Linked DNA regions of Mus musculus: region 1 is linked to region 2. A link is a contact called in public promoter capture Hi-C data. All regions are on one chromosome and are shown on one strand. The core of a region is the stretch at or near the end of the contact, and the rest is flanking DNA. Distances in the headings are between cores, read along the strand shown.

Region 1 (3,182 bases), core at 665-3,164, 2.1 Mb before region 2:
ATGGGCTAGGGTGGGGGGAGATATCTAGGGGGTTCTCCATTTCCTCAGAGGAGGAAAGGGGGAGAGGAACGGTGGGGGAGGGGGGACAGAGGTCTGGATGTAAAGTGAATAAATAAAAAAATGGTCATGATTAGGGGCTAGTAGCTCTCATGCTGCCTTTTGGAACCCTGTGACAGCCACCATGTGGACAAGTCAGGGTAGACCCTTGAAGAATAGGAATACTGGTTTCTGTGATCCTGGCAGACAGCTATTCCCCCAGAAATGAAAGTCCCTTTATCTGTGAAACCACCTCACTATCCCATAGTTGATATTTTAAGCTATTAAGTTTTGGATGGTTTGTTAGGCTCTCATAGTTATTTAGTCCACCATTCCTTTCAAGTTAGCATGAGCACATACTTTCATTAAGTAACTTTAATCAGACACTTCTAGAAGCTGGGCCATGCTTTTGGGTCCTGTTCTCATGTCTCTTTTGATGGTGCCTGATGAGCTTTCAGATGGAAACAACTATTCCATCTTCCCACTCTAAACTATGGAGATAAGCCACTCCTATTTTAAATTTCAGTTTCTGAACCGCCATCTAGACTATCTCTACTCTACACATCACCTTATTCTAGCCTCCCAAATGATAAGATTGCAAACATATATTCATAAACACATGGCTTCAAACTTCACATTCGAAAATTTCTGATGAAGATGTAATGCTACATTTTTACTTCTGATGCAACAAACGCTGAGCAATAAACTACTCTAAGAAGAAAAAAGAATGATAGATAAGACTATACCACAAGATAGGGCAATACAGAATTGAGAATTTGAGTTCCTAAGAATTAAAATATTTTTTTCCGCAAAGGTGAGTATAAATGCCCAGTAATGTACAGCACTTCTCTGTAAACTCTGGATGGCTTACAAGCTCTTGGTCCCCTGTGACAATACTGACATAAGTGTAGAAATGGCTCTGGTGCAAAAGTTTTTTTTTTTTTTTTAAGTAATTTTAAGTATATACTTAATCAAAAGATTCTCCTCTCCCCAAGGAAGTTTTCTCTAGCACAGAGCAGGATCCATCTATAACAATTACAAAGTGTTAAATCCCATGCAAGGTTAGTTCCCCCGATTTTTGTAACTAATCTCGCTTTTCAAGATCTCTTCGCTTCACAAAACTGATGTCCTCGCACATCTTTTCTGGATGCAGTAGGATGATTGGCAAGCGCTTTCGCTGAAAGTGAAGATAGATGACATTGACCCTGAAAAGTTTCCAGCACTTAAGGAGCTGCCTAGCCCAGCACCGCCAACTCTTGAGGCTTCCACCGTACTCCCCTCTTGGAACTCGAGGAAGCAAGCATTTGGGCGGAGGGAGTTAGAGGCTAAACCCACTGGGGGCAAAACATTAGAAGTCTGGGGCCGAGCTGCTATCTGGAAAAGTGCGAACTGGCTAGGCTAGGAGAGCGCTCAACGCGAGAGGACTACAAAGCCCAGAGGGCACAGCGTCGCTCTCTTGCGCTCCTCTACGGGACCTGCACGCAATGGAGGCTGGGAAATGAAGTCTTCGGACTTCCAGCGCTCCGCGCGAGGGCAGAAGGGAGGCGTTGCTGGTCCGCTCCTTCAGCACGCGGGTTCCTGGCTGGCCTCCGGGTTTCTCGCTCCCGCTCAGGGTTTTCGTGGACGGCGGGAGCAGTATGGCTTGCCTGAGTAAACTCTGGGGGGAGGAGGGGAAGGGAGTGGGTAAGGAGGCGGGGTCAGCGGAAGCGGCAGGTTGCTTCCTTCTCTCCGCGCTCCCTCCCCGCCTCTCCCCGAGGGAGCGGTGGGAGGGGGAGGGGAGGGCAGGAGGAAGGTAGTGACACGTGTCAATCAACCCCCCTCCGGGGGGCGCGCGCTCCGGGGCTCGCGCCGAGGGCTCGCGCCCCTGCCTCGTGCCTGCGCCGCTCGTATGTAAATGAGGGCGCGTGACGCGGGACGCAGATGGACAAGGGAAGAGAGAGAATGGCCGCTGCCGCCGCTGCTGCCGCCGCCGCCGCTGCCGCTCAGTGCCGGAGCCCTCGGTGCGCGGCGGAGAGGAGAGGATTCCGGCGGGAACTCGACTCTTGGCGCCACCGCCTCATGCACTGTGTAGGTAAGAGAGACACGGGCCGGGCCGGGCTCGGCGCCACGGTGCGGCTGCCGGAGGAGTTTGTGGCTGAGGGGTGTAGTTGGAGCTCCGGTTCGGGTCAGTTCAATGGGGAGCGATGGGAGCGGCGGCGGCGGCGGCGCGGCGGCCCCGGCGGCGCCTTTTGTCTCGGGGCTCCCTGCCCGGCGCGGTCCGCGCCCCGCCGCCCGCCTGCCCGGCTCCGAGCTCCCGGGGAACTGTTAGTTCGGACCCACTCTCCGAGCACCCCGCGGAAGCAGCCCGCCCGCTCGTGCTGCCCCGAAACTCCTCGGCGCCCGTCGCCACCCGCCGGTGCCCCTGTCACCGCGGCTCTCCACCGGGGCGGAGGGGACCCTGGAGCGGCGAGCCGGTCCGCGCCCCCGGCCGGGCGCTCACACACCCCCTTCTTGCGGCCCTGGGGCTGGCGGCGAAGACGCTGCCTAGTTCCTGGGACGCGGGACCAGGGGTTGCGGGGCGCTCGCGGGGCGGGGGGCGGGGGGCGGGAGAGGGTCGAGGGGCGATGGGGGCGGCGCCTGAGGGGCGGGGGGCGGCCGCCTCTGCCCTCTTGCGAGTGGCCTCGGATCTGTGTGTACCCCTTTAAGAAGGAGCCGCTCGAGCTGACGGTTGGGATTTGAAGTTCTTCCTCCCTCTTTGGAAGTCTGGACGGATGGGGGGTGTTGCTATGGCGACGGCACCCTCCCCACGCCCCCCCCCCCTTTCCTTGAGGACGCCCCGACGACTCCGGTCCTCTTTTCGCTGTCATGTGATGGACTCGCGTAGCCCTCCCCGCCTCCCATTCCTGTTCAAATGCAGTTCAGTTTTCCGTTTCGGTGGGGTCTGATCGGTTTTGCTTCAAACTTGCGCGCTCCCGGCTGTCATTCAGTGGGCTGCTCCGGGTAGCGGGAAGTACTGGGACTCCCTTACCTTGTTGCGGTCGCTGCTTTTCCTCACTCAGAGTGCGACGTGTGCCCACAGCTGTTACCCAGCAGGTTGGTTCAGTGCAACAGAGGGGCTGCGAGCGGAGGGTGTGCTTCGGCAGGGGTTACGGGGTAGCTTTTGAGGG
Region 2 (3,135 bases), core at 193-2,692:
TGTCAAGACTTATCAGTTCTGTAAGCTATTTTTGTTGTTGTTGTTTTCTTTTTCTTTTTCTTCAGTCACCTCTTTGTTCCAACTAATACAGTACACAGGAACAAACTTATCGTCAGATCTAGATACATTTGGCCAGAATTTTATGTACTGATTTGTGAAATCCTGGGCAATGTCTTAATTTCCTTTGTCATAGCTGTTTTCTCTAACATTGTTTACAGGGAGTATTCGTGATGAGGTATTCCTATTAGCACTTCAAAAATACACGTACTCCGTTTTCCTTAAAATCTTATGAAGTAGGTTATTTATTCCCCTCATCTCATTTTACATAAGAGAATACTGCGGTCAGAACACAGAAGTCAGGTCGCTCTCCAAGGTTAGTACAACTAGAGTTTGGTGAAACCATGAACCTAAGCTTCATCTCCAGAGTCTGTTTTCCAGCTCAATTTGCATGTTAATATCAAAAGGTAACCAGAACTAGCTGCACTAATAGAAGTATCTTTTTATTCATTTTCTGAGAGTCTGGTTCCTTTTAACCATTGACATGAATTTGGGGTAGGAAATACAAAGGTGAATAATGTAGCATATCTTCTGCTTACTGTTCAAAGTTTATGGTTGTTGAGAAAACGACACACCCTTCCCAGGTTCTCAGCCTTGCCCGTGTTTCTCCCATTTTTCCACGAATTCTAAAGCCACGGGGTGAGAGCCGGCTCTGATACTTGGGAAAAGTCTACTGGAGGGCTTAGATGAGGACAGGTGACGTGCACTGGCCTTTCTCTAGGCAGTGACCTCATTTATGGCCCTTTCTTCCTGTCTGAGCCTCCTCGGCTTAAAATGGCGGGATTTGTGCTAAGGCTCTCTCCCTACTAGACAGCCATGATGGCTCCCCGCCCCCCCCACCCCCCCCAAACCCCCGCAGGCTCATCTGGCCGCTCTGGGACTGTCGTTCCTGATCTGAGGTGTTGGTCCTCCCTCTGGTGTTTCCAGTTCCCCAGGGCCACCATCCCACTCTGCTCCGTGCCAGGAGGGGTGAGGAGGGGCTGCCAGGTCCCCAGCTCTCAGCCGCAGGGGAGAGGCCATGCTAGGCCCAGAGCCAGCATCCCAGGCCTAGCAAAACCCGAACGAGGCAGCAAAGGCGGCTGAGGGCTCGGCGCGCGCACAGCCCGCCCGTCCAGAGCACGCAGGCTCGATCTGGTCACGCAGGTCCCTGCCTCAAGGCCAGGCACCCGGAGAAGCGCCCTTGAAGACCCTCGCCCTGGGACAGTGCGATTTTTTAAGAGATGTAACGCAAGGGACCAGGGACGACCATGCCCACCGGAGGAGAGAGCTCTGGGCGCCTCAGCGCGCGCGCCGGTCACGTGGGCCGCGGCACCGCATGGCGGCGGCCCGCGCGCCCCCGCGTCACGGCCCCGCGGAACCGCCCGGGCGCGCGCGCCGACGGGGCGGGCGCATGCGCAGGGGGGCGCGCCGCCTCTGCCCCGCGGCGAGGGTGTCTATGGAGAGGCGGCGGCCGCGGCTGCTGAGGCGGACGCTGAGGCAGTGGCGATGGCGCCCTTCCCCGATGAAGTGGACGTCTTCACCGCCCCGCACTGGCGGATGAAGCAGCTGGTGGGGCGCTACTGCGACAAGGTAAAGGAGCGCGGGGCGGAGGGCGGCCGCGGAGGAGCGGCCGGGTTCCGGGAGGCCTGGCCTGCGTGCCTCCCGCAACCCCCGCGTTGGCGCCGCGCGAGCCCGTCGCCCGCGCCCCGGCACCCGCGCGGCTCCCGAACCTTCCCACCGGGGTCCCGGGAGCCCGCGCTGGCCGCGGCCTGGGACGAGCGCTCGCGGGACTGACCTGTGCCGGGGTGAGGGGCGCTCCCGGCCGTCCGGCTCGGCCGCCCGCGGGGTGCCCGCTCCCCGTCCGCAGGCCGCTTCTGCGGTTACTCGCAGCCACAGCACCGCTCGCCCGGTCCCTTCGGGCTCTTTTAGTCGCTCTGCAAACACTGCATCCTCTCTCTGGACCTCTTGACTTGCTTCCTGGCTCCACAGGCAGCGTCTTGCAGCCCCTGGAGCAGGCTTATTTTACCTGCCTGCTTTGCACTGGTTTGGTTCCGTACACAAGCCCGGTACACGGACTGGGAAGACCTGCACTCCTCTTTCCTGGTTACTCTTTTTTTCCTTCCAGTTTTTATTTTTCCTGGATACTTTATTCCTTGTAGAATTTGTTCCTCTGTTGGACTTTTTACTGGAAGCAAATGAGAGGGGCCCCTAGGAAAAGTTGCCTTGCAGTGGAACTCACTTTGGACTTTTAATGGGTGTAGCCGAAGTTGAAGAAGCACTCTTGTGAAGATGAGTTGGGAACCTTTTTCTAATGATGCTGAAAACTCTGAATTGTCACTTTATGTTCGGAAGATCATATATGAGTAAATTCTGGGCAGTCATATGTTTTGCAAAAAAGGTGAACCAAATAAATAGCTGTTAAGTAATTATTAACTTAAACGTAAAAATAAATTGAATTATCAGAGATTACGTGGAATTAGCACCACTATTAACAGCAAACAAGAGTTGTCTTTCAATCTGGAGAGGTGCTAGGAAGGAGGCCAATGTCTTCCCTGGTAGGCCACGGGAAGACCAGCAATTTGAAGTGTAGGATCTTAGCATCTTGGCTGCACAGTCCTCTCCCTCCATTTTGGGAAAAGAAAAACAAACAAACCAATAAACTCAAACCCAGTTAGTCCTAAGCCAGTGGACCTTTAAACACCAAGACCATAGGCTCATGGCTCACACTACTTGGTTGCCCAAGCTTGCTGTTAAAATCCTGATGGCTGAACCCTAACTCAAATTGGAATCTCTGAGCATAGAACCCAGATGTCAAGTACAGTTTAGAGCTCTCAGTGAGAGTGGGGCCCAGCAATGGTGAGTACCACCTTCCCAGGGGAGGCTTAAGGACTGGCTAAGCCTTGAGCAGAAGAGTATGTATACTCGCGGTAGTTCTCATTTAGTGGTTGTGTTGTTTGTAATCTCCCTGCCTTTTGATTTTTTTTTTCATTGCACTACCCTTTAATTTCAGGAATTTCTCAAAAAAGCAAAAGGGAAATGAAGTGAAGACTAATGGCTAGTTTTGGGGAGAGGTAGTCCAGAGACTCCCTGGTAATATGG

The links. Capture Hi-C pulls out chosen DNA fragments and counts their contacts.
Region 1: a contact with region 2 is called in a promoter capture Hi-C map of adipose tissue, with 5 times the contacts expected there. The contact joins the promoter of Lcorl here to the promoter of Fbxl5 in region 2. A contact is called at or near these places in 1 of 484 Hi-C or Micro-C datasets (CD4 T cells), 1 of 115 datasets of contacts at active chromatin or transcription factors (astrocytes) and 1 of 9 other capture datasets (adipose tissue).

The regions. Positions count from the first base shown.
Region 1 is chr5:45,856,272-45,859,453 of GRCm38.p6, reverse strand. It overlaps Lcorl (ligand dependent nuclear receptor corepressor-like), which reads left to right and starts at 1,914. Exons shown (of 7, transcript NM_001163073.1): 1 at 1,914-2,107. The coding sequence starts at 1,957.
Region 2 is chr5:43,780,456-43,783,590 of GRCm38.p6, reverse strand. Fbxl5 (F-box and leucine-rich repeat protein 5) reads left to right here and starts at 1,442. Exons shown (of 11, transcript NM_001159963.1): 1 at 1,442-1,626. The coding sequence starts at 1,543.